Regions from separate parts of the Sus scrofa genome. Here regions 2, 3 and 4 are each linked to region 1. Evidence: chromatin contacts called from public HiChIP or PLAC-seq and promoter capture Hi-C data. All regions are on one chromosome and are shown on one strand. The core of a region is the stretch at or near the end of the contact, and the rest is flanking DNA. Distances in the headings are between cores, read along the strand shown. Region 1 holds the start of KLLN (killin). Region 2 has its middle 320 kb from the start of RNLS. Region 3 overlaps RNLS (renalase). Region 4 has its middle 330 kb from the start of PTEN.

Region 1 (2,700 bases), core at 192-2,691:
TTCTGCTAACGATCTCTTTGATGATGGCTGTCATGTCTGGGAGTCTGTGGCTGAAGAAAAAGGAGGAGAGAGATGGCAGAAGCTGCTGGTGGCGGGGCTTCTTCTGCAGGATGGAAATGGCTCTGGACTTGGCGGTAGCTGATGCCCCTCGCTCTGCTGCCGCTTGGCTCTGGACCGCAGCCGGGTAATGGCTGCTGCGGCGGCTGCTGGATGGTTGCAGCGACTGGGCCTGCTTCTCCTCAGCAGCCAGAGATCTGGCAGCGGCGGCAGCGGAATGGGGAGAAGACGAATAATCCTCGGAAAGGCTGCCTCCTCCGGCGGCCTCTGGAGCCCGGGCCAGGGGGGGTGCGGCGGCGGCGGAGGGGAGGTTTAAAACCGGCCCGGGTCCCTGGATGTGCCGCCGCCGCCGCCGCCGTGTTGGAGGCAGTAAGAGGGGAGAGACCAACTCTCCGGCGTTCCCAGCCCTGGAAATGATGACAGGCGACTCCGACCCCCTCCCCGGAGCTGCAGCCGCCGCCGCCGCCGCCGCCGCCGCTTCTCCCCCCCGCTCCAGGAGCGGGAGGTGCCGCCGCCGCTCCTCAGCCGGCTCCCGCCCGAGCCCACGGCTTCCACCGTCCCTTTCAGAAGAAGCCGAGGAAGAGGCTGCACGGTTAGAAAAGAGGACGAAGAGGAGGCGAGAAACGCCGCCGCTGCCGCCGCCGCCGGCCGGCCGGCTCCCCGAGGGCGCTGCCCCCGCGGCTGCTCACAGGCGTTGAGAGGGGCTCTGGGCCGCGGCCGCCGCCGTCTCTCATCTCCTTCGCCTGAGCCCGGTCTCGCCTCACAGCGGCCCAACTCTCAAACTTCCATCATGGCTGCAGCTTCCGAGAGGAGAGAACTGAGCGCAGCCGCGTCCCGGCTCCGAACGGGTATCCTGCCGCAGTGCACAAAGAGTCCCGCCACATCACCGCCCGCCAGCCTGCCCGCCCCCTCCGCCGCCGCGCTAGGGGCAGGGGCGCCTGGGAGCCCGAGGGGAGGCGGGAGGCGGGAGGCGGGCCGGACCGCGCCAGGGGAGAGACGCGCAGGGCAGGGCTGGGGTTTTAGGGAGGGGGCAGAAGCGGCAGCTCTGGTGCGAGCGCCGAGTCCCCAACCTGCTGGCGCCACTGAGCATGCCCAGTATGACTGCCCGGGGCTCGCTCGGGCTTGTTCCGAGGCCCCCTCCTGAAGCTGCACTTGCTGCGGCTGCTTCTGCAGCAACGCAGGGTGGGGGGACGAGCTGAACCATAGCCTGTGCCCAGCAACGCAACCCGAGGCAGAATAGGCTGTTGCGAGCGAGACAGGGGGGTTAAGGTGAAGGCTGAGGCAGGTTCTTTGAGCAGTGTCACTGACGCGAGTCTGAGGTTACCTGTGCACAGGTGGGAAAGACCAGGTGACTGCGCTGGTAGTGTACCGGGAAGCGCAAGGATGGTCCCTACAGCGAGGACACCTCTCCCCTTGCCCCCAGATTTCCCTGGCACGGCCTGCAACCCCCCGTCCTTTTGCACCGCTGTCGGATCACAATCGTTCGCAGGGATTTGACTGCAGCAGCCTCTGCCAAAAAATCCACCTATCCCCCACCCCCACCCGTGTCCTCAAGGTGTCAGTCTTAATACAAAGAATCCCCTATTGTGTCTCTAGTGTGTATCACCTCATCCGGCTCCCTTGCATCGCCCCACCTCCCGCTTCCCCGGCAACCTGGTTCATTTGCCCTAAAATTGAAAGGTCCAGCAGAGCGTGCTGAATATGAACACATCGCCCCTGAATTTCTAGATCCCAAAGGACAAATGTCCAGGTGAAATGAAAGCTGATACCCGACGCTGGGATGCACCCCAGCCCCCTGGAGAGCAGAGAGCATCTCTCCCCTCGGGGTTCCAGTAGGGTTCACCGCGTCGAACTGAGCCAAAGACTCCTCGCCCCGCCCCCTTTTGGGCCGCTGTGAAAACCTGGCTGGCTGGATCGCCCCGGGGCCCGGTTCCGCGCTCCACCACCCGGGCGGAGACTCGGGTTGCTGGGCCGGAGAGTGAAGTACGCGACGGTAGGAAGCTGCAGCCCCGGCGAGTGGGCGGAGCCGAGGAGACCGAGGAGGGTTCAAAAAGAGGTGGAGGGATATACGGGCCACAGTCGGAACTACTTTCAGGGGGAGGTCACGTGTGATCCTAGTTGGGGAACTTTCCAAATTCCCACTCCCATTTGATAACTCCAGAGGCAAGTGTTTCGCTTCTTTTGCCCAGAGGGCTCCCGCCTTTCAGAAGCAGAGGGACCCCAGAGCCTCCTGGGTCTTGGTGGAAAGACAGGTTCAGACGAGCCTCCCGCTGAAGCGCTGTCGGGACTGGAGCCTGAGGAGCTGGTTACACAAGCACCCACATCCAAGCACGTGCCCCCGCCTCCCCTCGCCTTGGTCGCTGCCGTTGATTCTTGCAAATCTTAGAGCGAGACTTCCCAAACTGGTCGCACCCTTCGCCTGCTACCCCCAGAGCAAGCTAGAGGCCGGAAAACTGAGACTCCGCGTTCTAGATTCCCTAGCACCGCGACTTCTCAAACCCTGGGGGTCTGGAGCTAGTACACTACCCCTTAGGGCGAAACTTTCAGGTACTGTATTCTTGGGGCAAAAGGGTATCTCCGGGCAGCAGCCCGCTGCGTGAATTTAACGATGTTGCAACAAACTTTGTCACTGCCTCTGAGCTG
Region 2 (3,078 bases), core at 472-2,971, 350 kb before region 1:
CTTAATTCTCCCATATGTGGGTTGTACTTCCAGCCAAAACAAAGTCAGCAGGGGATTTTGCAGCCACCGCATTGCTCAAGGTGCTGCCGGCTCAGTGAGATCGGGGAGATCAGATCAGGATTCATGATGAACAAAAAGATGAAAAGAAAGAATAGACACCAGGGGAGTGAGATTTCAGGTTGCCTGGTGTGTGATTTCCAAATCAAACCTTTATTTTTCCAATCAGTGATTTGATGTTCTGGGTTTCACCTTTGAGGTTTTCTGTGATTTTCTGGCAGACATGATGGTTGAAAGCACCCTGTTCTGAGTGGATGGAATCCCTCTCATTAAATTAGAAAGGAGACATTTTAGGATATGAGCTCATGAAAGAGAGATTTTGAAATGGAAAAAAAAAAAAAAAAGTACACACATACACAGTAACACATAACTAGGCCAGCACAGGATGCATTTGTGGTTAAGCCATTTTTCCCATTGCAGATGACACTTTAACGCTTTGAATCCCAGAGTCCTTCTGCACACACCCAGCAGGAAAAGAAGTCTCTGCAGCTGCCTCTCTGAAGCCAGGCTGTACCACAGGTGGAAGGAAGAAGATCTAGCCCACACAGAGTCACCAAACCCTTCAATTTGAAATCACTCTGGGACTCCTTCTCCTCTCCCCGCCAGTGCCAGCCATGTCATGGCGTAAACACATAACCCTTGCTCCCAGAAGATCTTTTGAATAGAACAAAACATGGGACAGAGCAATAAAGACTCCTTGTGGTCCTTAGGGACAAAAAGGGGGTGTGGGGTGGCTAATCAAAAGCAAATAACCGTTGTTTCTTCTCCAGCTTTTTCCACTCAAGTCACAAGGATGATAGTACATTTTCAAGCCTACTCCAACCAGTCTGAAATGTGCAAGTATTTGCTTCGAATGGGCAAAGTTGTTGTTGTTGTTGTTGTTTTTTCTTCTTTTTTCTTTCACTGTGGGAAAATGCACTTATTTTCAGTCACCCCTGACATCTGACCACTCGACTGATCACGAGGACACTGTGGTAAACCACAGCTCAACTTGAAATTATCTCTTTCAGGCATGGTTCCTGTATTTTGGATGGCACCATCCTTGGCTGTCCAGTTTCGGCTCCCCTCCATGGGAGTTCCATTTTCACTTTCCTCTGTCTCCTCAAAGTGAGAGGTCTTGCTCTCAAGTCTGTCCATTGGGCTTGTCCTCAAAATAAGCTGAATACAAAAAAATGACGCCAGTGCTCCCAGCCAAGATCCCCAAAGCAACCCATTTATACATTGTGTTCTTTTTAAAGGGGGAAGGCACACAGAAAACATGAAGACTTTAAACATCCTGGAGAGAAGGAAAAAAAAAAATTCTCCTGATTAATATTAGGATGATCCAGCAGGGTTTATACATATTCCTTCTGTTTGAATCATCTTGGTTTTTGTAGCTGTTTTACACCTCCAGGATCCTGCCATCTGCCCACTCTAAAGAAATGCAGCAAAGCATTCCAAAAACAATGGCTGGAAGGAAATAATTTTGAACAAACTCAAGAGACCGACTTTTTTGCACCCTTCTGGTTCCTGCTACACTCCCTGGAGGAAAGACAGTGGGGGAGAGGGGGTGCCCTGCGGTTCATGTGGTGGGGGTTCACCTCCTAAGAACCCCCGTCTGGAGCCCTGTCCTGCCATCAGGCTGACAAGAGAGAACTTCGTGTACAGATCTGGCTGCCCTCTTGGCTGAGGAAGCAGGAGGAGGAGGGGTGGGCGGCTCCCTGGGCAGTTCTGTCCTACTCAGATCTGGTGTGTGTCACTGGAATATAGGTCAGCCTTTGCTGGACAACTCGAAGCAGGCTGGAAGCATGGGCCCCGCACCGAGCCTGGTCCCCCTCACTCTCTTCCTGCCTGAGACAAGAGTTAACAGGCCCAAGGAACACAAAGAGGCCATCAGGACCGACGAAAGCGGTCTTCCCTTTGGCTCACAAAAGCCTGGGAAATCTAAAGCTTAGCAAAGGCTTTATCAGTCCTGGGGTTGGGCCAAGGAGCAGGCTGAAGTTCAGCTGGCCAGGCCCAGCGCAGCTGCTGGCTGTTCACGCTTCCCACAGGGACTTTTCCTCAGCCCCCGATTTAGACAGTGAAGGGGATGGGTAGTGTGCATGTCGCTGCCGAGGGTGATTGGAAAAACAAAATGACTTTCAATTACCGAGCAGTTCAGGTGGAGGCAGTGAATGTAGAAAAGGTTTTCTTTCCAGCAGCAAAATGAGGTGTCAGTGAAAAAGCTGCTGGCCTTGCGGAGAGGTTATTGCTTGAAAGGAATATTGGCAAATGCTTTCGGCTGAACGTTTAGGCTTGGTTGCTTGCCTTTCCCCCCACAGTTCATAGAGGGATAAAGATATTACATGAATTGGATTTTTCTTGTGAATTAAAACATCGATGTCCTGATTTTGGGTAACAAGCGTTGCAGAGTTAGTGCTGAGCAGGCAGAAAGGAGGGATGGGACTAATGCTCTGCCTTCAGGGCAAGGCAAAAAGAGGTTCACAAAAGAGCGTGATTCCACTGATTGTTCAAGGTCACCAGACTGTGCATGCTCGACGTGGAACTCAAGACTCCCAAATCCCAGTGTCTGATTAATTGTCCCTTGACTAAAACAATGAATATAAAATGGATTAGCAAAAGGTGTTGCTCCAGGCCAAAAAGTTCAGAAAGCAAACAGAACTTCAAGGAAAGTAGGATTTTCTTTAATTAGGCTGACATTGAATGCCTCAGTAGTAATGCCTTGGTAATGTGAAATTGCCTTTTGCGCAGTATGTATATGTGTAATTTTTTTTTTTTTTCAGTCGTGCCAGTTAAAGGGTACTGAGTATCACTGTGCTGTGTTCCTGTTTTCCCCACATCATGTGATTTACCCCTCACAGGAACCTGGCGGGTCATGTATCGTCACCACTATGTTACTGATGGGGCTGAAACTGATTCAAGTTTTGCTTGATGTGTAAGTGGTAGAACTTGGATGCAAATCTAGGTTTCTAACTTCCATTTTCAGAACCACTTAACAGCCTCTTTTAAATAGCATCTTATTTTGTGTATTCATATCTGGGT
Region 3 (3,019 bases), core at 283-2,782, 500 kb before region 1:
TCCCTATGGCCCATGGAGGAAACAAATTCTACTTTTTCAAAACCAAAGGAATGTATATGGGTATATCTAAGTTCTAGAACATGGAGCAATGATTAAACATTCACATGTAAATTATTGAGAGCACACAGTGTAAGATGAAGCCATAAGGATTGTCATAAAGTTGACCAGTAGATTGTACAATCACCATCTCCTGTAGAATTCATTGACTGTAGATGAGAGGGCAAATAGCAGAGGGCATTACTAGAAATGGCCATGTCTTTTGGAATCATGAGAATTTAGCCCACTTGGGAGAAGGGAATAAGAGCCTGGTCACATAACAGCTCACAAAAGAAGAATGTTGTTGAAAGCACATGTTTCTATGTGTGTTTTTGTGGCTTTTAACTCTTCTAAAATTTCCCTTGGGCCATCTCAATACACCAAAAAAAACTAGCAATATAGTTTTGTTAAATGTCTCAAACTGTTATGTTTCAGCATTGCCCAATGAATTTATTTATTAGATCACATCATATTTTTGTAAGGATGAATTTATTTTCTTTCTGCACCTGAAATTATGAGTTATCCTCAGTTGTCAGACCAACTTTTTTGTTTCTACCTAGCAAGAAAATGTCAAGAGAGTACAAATGGCAATTCTTTAAATTTCTTTGGGGATTTTATATTGATATCGTCCAAAGTAAAGTTTTATTTCCTGAAAAAAGTATAAAATGAGAAATAATAATAATATATTGATATTGTCCAAAGTAAAGTTTTATTTCCTGAAAAAAGTATAAAATGAGAAATAGAGTAAAATCATTAACTATAATAGTTAATTATGATCAAAATTTCAAATTCTCCAATTTAATTCACTTGAATAATAATAAATATTTTCAATGACTTATTAAAAAGTCTTTTTAATCTCACTTACATGTGGAATCTAAAAACCCTGAACTCATAGATACAGAAAACAGATTGGTGGTTGCCAGGGTGAGGGGTAGCGAGTGGGCTAAATGGATAAAATAGTCAAAAGTTACAGATTTCCAGTTATAAAATAAATAAGTCCTGGAGATGGAATGTACAGCATGGTGACTGTAGTTAAAAATACTGTATTGTATATTTGAAAGAAGCTAAGTGTAAATTTTGAAAGTTCTCATCATAAGAAAGAATTGTAACTATGTGAGCTAATGAATGTTATAATGTGATAATGCGATGATCATTTCATAATACATACATATATCAAGTCACTATGTCATAACCTTAAACTAAAACAATGTTATCTATCAATTATATCTCAATAAAGCTGGAAAAATAAATTTTAAAATAAATGGTCTTTGAATTTTTACTCCTATGCCCTTAAATTTGGCAGGGAACCTTTTCTATTCCCCTGTTTTATGAATATTGCCATTATATAGACCCCAAATTGGCAAACTGCTGCCCTTGGGCCAAATCCAACCTGACTCTTGCTTTTGTAAATAAAGTCGTAGCACAGACACACTCATTCATTTATATGTTGTCTGTGACTGCTTTCATGCTGTAATGCAGAGTTGAGTCCTTGCAACAGTGTCTGCATGGCACACAAAGCCTTAAATATTTACTGTCTGTCCTTTTACAGAAAAAGTTTGCTGACCTTTGATAAGACAAATAAGTAAAGCCGACTCCCAGAGCTACTGAGCTGACAGACTTCAGAGTAATTTCTCTTAAAAAAAAAATGGAAAGTAAAAAGTTTTTGAAAATAAAAAGCTGTCAGCTATCAAAAATGAATGTCAGGTCCACCAGCAATTTTTCAAACAACTAACTAACAAGAGTTCCTTGTTCACCACCAAATATGGAAGCTTAATGTGAAGGGCATTTCATATGCATAGAAAGTGATTTATTTGACTCTGATGCTCTATTTATTCCTTTGAAAATCAGAAGTGGCATTCGTTATCAGATATAGGGGAGATGGCCCAGAATCTAGAACTGATTTCTTGTAAGAAAGTGGAGAAGATGAGATACAAAATCACTTTCTATATAAGTGCCGTGCACTGATTGTGCCACTGGAGCTCCTAAAATCAGTATCTAAATCAGAGGACCTGCTGACTCAGAATCTTTCTGGGCTCTATTTAAATCACTGGACACTGAAATTGATGATTTATATATGTGATGGCTCTTGCAGAAGTAAGAAAGGAATAGAGATTCATCTAATGTTAATATATGAACTTTGTTCTATGGCGTAGGGTGGAGAAATGCATTTTTAATGCCTTTAGATGTGGTTTTTTTTTTTTTTTTTTTGGACCATGCCTGCAGCATATGGTTGTTCCCAGGCTAGGAGTCGAATTGGAGCTGTAGCTCCTGGCCTGTGCCACAGCCAAAAGCAATGTGGGATCCAAGCCACATCTGTGACCTACTCCACAGCTCAAGGCAATGTCGGATCCTCAACCCACTGAGCGAGGTCAGGAATCGAACCTGCGTCCTCATGGCTACTAGTCAGATTTGTTTCCACTGAGCCGCAACAGGAATTCCCTGAGATGTGTGTTCTTGCACATGTTTTTTTCCCCTGATTTTGGATCCCAAGTGAAAAATAAGGCTAATTAAATGACTTCCTAATCGCATTACTGTGAAAATGTTCACAGACAATACCTGAAACTGAGAAGTCATTCCTGATCCTTTTGATTGGAAATGGTGGCCTCAGTGCACATTCGACTAGTGACTAAAAGACATTGTGTATAGATTCTTATTTGTTTTTATCCATACCATATGTGTAAAAAAATTTCACATAGTAATTTCTTGAACAGTTAAACAATTTGGTATAAAGTAACATTTTTGTAAATTGAGCTATATTTTATTTATTTAAATTGTATTTTCAGAAATGGTTCTCCACTAAGGTTTTTGGTCTGCTCAATACCTTATTAAAACACACATACATGCATATATATATATATATATACACACACACACATAGGAAAACTAATCACACTTTTCATAGGGAAATGTAAAGTATTAACAAGCCAACTCAAATTCTTTTTGGAGCAAGGAAAGTGATAAAAAGTGAACAATAAGCCAAAAA
Region 4 (2,817 bases), core at 134-2,633, 340 kb before region 1:
TGCTGTGGCTGTGGCCTAGGCCGACAGCTGTAGTTCTTATTGGACCCCTAGCCTGGTAACCTCCACATGCTGTGGCTGCAGCCCTAAAAAGCAAAATAAATAATAAATAAATAAATATTTTAAAAAATTAGGCGTTCCCGTCGTGGCTCAGTGGTTAACAAATCCGACTAGGAACCATGTGGTTGCGGGTTTGAACCCTGGCCTTGCTCAGTGGGTTAAGGATCCGGCATTGCCACGAGCTATGTGTAGGTCTCAGACGTGGCTCGGATCCCACATTGCTGTGGCTCTGGCGTAGGCGGGCAGCTACAGCTCTGATTACACCCCTAGCCTGGGAATCTCCATATGCTGCAAGTGCAGCCCTAGAAAAATACAAAAAAAAAAAAAAAAAAAGAAATGAAAAGTGAAAACAACAACAACAAAATGTAGTTTTAAGAGAGTGATGGTGACAAAAGCCAGGGTTTAGAAGATATGGGTGGGGGTACAGTGAGTAGACACTGAGAAAAGAGGTGGCAGCAGTATAGATACATCCTTATGGAAGCTGGGTCATTGTAGAAAACCACTAAGATGTAGAGGCAGTGTGTTATCATAGCATAACCTAGTCTTATTCTTGCTACAGACAGTGAAAGAGAAAAAAGTCAGGAAAAAAAGTGGGAAAAGAGAGGAACTAAGTCGAAGCAAATTTCTCTAATTTTTGTTTTGGTTTTTCATAGTTTTAGATCAAATGAGACCCAAGCATGTTAGTTAGGAAAACAGAAAGAGTCAGTAGAAAGGAAAACCTTGCAAATGAAAAAGCAGTGTCCTAAAAAGAGCAGGAAATACAGCAGTGTTCAAGCCCAGCGGTGGGTCTCTGCCTTTCTTCCAAGACAGGAGTGAAAATCTGGACCCAGAATGAATACCTGCAGTTTGGGTTAGAGAAGGAAATTGAGGGGGCCCACCCTCATTGGCTCATGCACTTGACTTCTGAGAAAGGCAAGGGGAGGCTGGAGTTTGGAATCCTGGGAACAGAGCAATTTCAAGGGATGACGAGTGTCTAGGACTGAAATAACCATGCATGCAACCATCGCCTTTGTGTATCAACCTCCTGGCAGCTGTCCATGTAGAATGACTGGCAAGCACGGCAACTGACTGCATTGCATTCTTTTGGTTTAAATTTGATAGGCATTTCTTGGACAGAATCATCATTATTTTAAAAGGATAGTCATACCCAGGAAGGGTTAAAATTCATTTTTCAAGTTCTAGCCCAGTTCCCAACCCTTACTGTTTCCCCAAGTCCTTTAACAAAATTTGTTATCCCATTGACAGGCCAGTGTTGGTCCCCTCCACAGAACAACACATGCTGTGCTCTCTCTCTGAGTGTACTCATGATGAACTTCAAGCCACACATCTGCTGCAGAGAAGGAACTCTTATTCCCAAATGGCTGACATCAGCTGAAGATTCTGGGTTCATCTCTACTGTAGCGTATTTTTATTAGATAGACTGCTGGAGAATCAGAGGAATAAATTTAGTTACTATGTCTATACCTCATTACAATGCATCCCCAACTATTGTTCTTTTCATCAGCTTAATGTTATTCTGAGACTCTGTTTCTAAAAAGTGAATATCTGGATTAAAACCAACGTCCCATCCTCATTTACTGCCAAGCCATTGCTATATCTGTGCTAAGGATGTATTATTGTGATGTCACCACCCCAAGCCTCTTTCTTTGATTTAAAGCAGTGGTTGGCAAAGATTTTGTGTAAAGGCCCAGAGAGTAAATATTTTAGGCTTTGTGAGACACATGCTCTCTGCTGCAATTAGTCAGTTGTCATTGTAACACGAAAGCAGCCAGAGATGATACCTAAACGAATGAACATGGTCGTGTTCCAATAAAACTTTATTTACAAAAACAGGCAGTAGGTTGGATTTAGCCCATAGGCTATTCTTTGCCAACCTGGGATTGGCAAGAAGACTTCAGGTGAACTGATAGCTAAAAAACAGTATCTTTTCATGTGCTCATCTCCTAGAAGGGAAAAAAAAAAAAAACACCACTAAAACATTTTTCTTGGACATTTTATTTCATTTGTAGCCAACAGTATGGCATTTCCCCCATTCTAATACATGGCATCTTAAGTTTTTAGATTCCTTTCCCACAAAAAGTTGACAACAGCAGTAGAATTTAACTCAGGGAAGAGAGGGTTAAGTGGTTCAAAATTGAAGGGTGAAAGTATCACTTATCTGCAAACACAGCCTCCTCTTTAGAAACTGATTTACCCAGACATTGAGTTGATTATAAGAGATGTAGAGTAAAAACAAATTTGCTGACCTTCATTTCAGAGATCAAAGGTTAAATTCATACCCTGTAGGATGGTTCTGTTAAATCACTCCCAAGCTGCCTGGTGACATATTTTTGAAAAATATTTCTCTCCAACTTTATCAAGTGTTCTTTGTGTTCTGGAAACATGATTTGAAGTCCCAGCTGGAGCTGGGACCTTATGAGTCTTAGATAGCTGAAATTCTTCTTCAACTATATCCAGAGACATGTGGTTAGTTGGGAGAGACATTAATTGCAGGGATATTAATACCTCTGAGTCTAGTTTTATTTATCAAAGATTGATATTCTGTCTTTCTAGTTGTTGAAGACTGAAATTAAAATTTTGCACTGGATAACAAGGGGTTGTATAAACTGTGCACAGATAAAGAGCTGAAATTGTCCACTTTGATGTCCTTGACATTGGGCTGGATAAACATGTCTTAAATTATAATGTCTGTTGATGACTGAGTGTTCCTAACTTCTTTGCCTCTAAGCACTGCTTCGGCACAGAATCCCAACAGTTCCA

What was found. Promoter capture Hi-C pulls out the DNA fragments that hold promoters and counts their contacts. HiChIP or PLAC-seq counts read pairs in DNA pulled down with a chosen protein or histone mark.
Region 2: an H3K27ac HiChIP or PLAC-seq map of alveolar macrophages shows a contact between it and region 1. The contact joins the enhancer-like site here to the promoter of KLLN in region 1. A contact is called at or near these places in 3 of 5 promoter capture datasets (fetal liver, liver and skeletal muscle), 13 of 47 Hi-C or Micro-C datasets (alveolar macrophages, embryonic fibroblasts, heart right ventricle and 7 more) and 2 of 2 datasets of contacts at active chromatin or transcription factors (alveolar macrophages and skeletal muscle).
Region 3: a promoter capture Hi-C map of liver shows a contact between it and region 1, with 15 times the contacts expected there. The contact joins the enhancer-like site here to the promoter of KLLN in region 1. A contact is called at or near these places in 3 of 5 promoter capture datasets (fetal liver, fetal skeletal muscle and liver), 10 of 47 Hi-C or Micro-C datasets (embryonic fibroblasts, liver, mesenteric adipose tissue and 4 more) and 1 of 2 datasets of contacts at active chromatin or transcription factors (alveolar macrophages).
Region 4: an H3K27ac HiChIP or PLAC-seq map of alveolar macrophages shows a contact between it and region 1. The contact joins the enhancer-like site here to the promoter of KLLN in region 1. A contact is called at or near these places in 2 of 5 promoter capture datasets (fetal liver and liver), 4 of 47 Hi-C or Micro-C datasets (alveolar macrophages, embryonic fibroblasts and psoas muscle) and 2 of 2 datasets of contacts at active chromatin or transcription factors (alveolar macrophages and skeletal muscle).

The regions. Positions count from the first base shown.
Region 1 is chr14:99,927,628-99,930,327 of Sscrofa11.1, reverse strand. KLLN (killin) reads left to right here and starts at 1,441. Exons shown (of 3, transcript XM_021073704.1): 1 at 1,441-1,524; 2 at 1,894-2,082; 3 at 2,085-2,700. The coding sequence starts at 1,441. The coding sequence ends at 2,657. It overlaps PTEN (phosphatase and tensin homolog), which reads right to left and starts at 272. Exons shown (of 9, transcript NM_001143696.1): 1 at 1-272. The coding sequence starts at 34.
Region 2 is chr14:100,280,349-100,283,426 of Sscrofa11.1, reverse strand. No RefSeq gene overlaps it. Among named protein-coding and RNA genes, the nearest start is that of RNLS, 320 kb to the left of the region's middle. Within about 2 kb of position 1,721, at least 48 of the 83 cell types and tissues checked have an H3K27ac peak or open chromatin away from gene starts, as enhancers often do. A contact at or near this core is called in alveolar macrophages, fetal liver, liver and 4 more, where this site is marked.
Region 3 is chr14:100,428,939-100,431,957 of Sscrofa11.1, reverse strand. The region is part of intron 4 of RNLS (renalase); the gene reads left to right. Among named protein-coding and RNA genes, the nearest start is that of RNLS, 170 kb to the left of the region's middle. Within about 2 kb of position 1,532, at least 3 of the 83 cell types and tissues checked have an H3K27ac peak or open chromatin away from gene starts, as enhancers often do. A contact at or near this core is called in fetal liver and liver, where this site is marked.
Region 4 is chr14:100,263,592-100,266,408 of Sscrofa11.1, reverse strand. No RefSeq gene overlaps it. Among named protein-coding and RNA genes, the nearest start is that of PTEN, 330 kb to the right of the region's middle. Within about 2 kb of position 1,383, at least 10 of the 83 cell types and tissues checked have an H3K27ac peak or open chromatin away from gene starts, as enhancers often do. A contact at or near this core is called in alveolar macrophages, fetal liver, liver and 1 more, where this site is marked.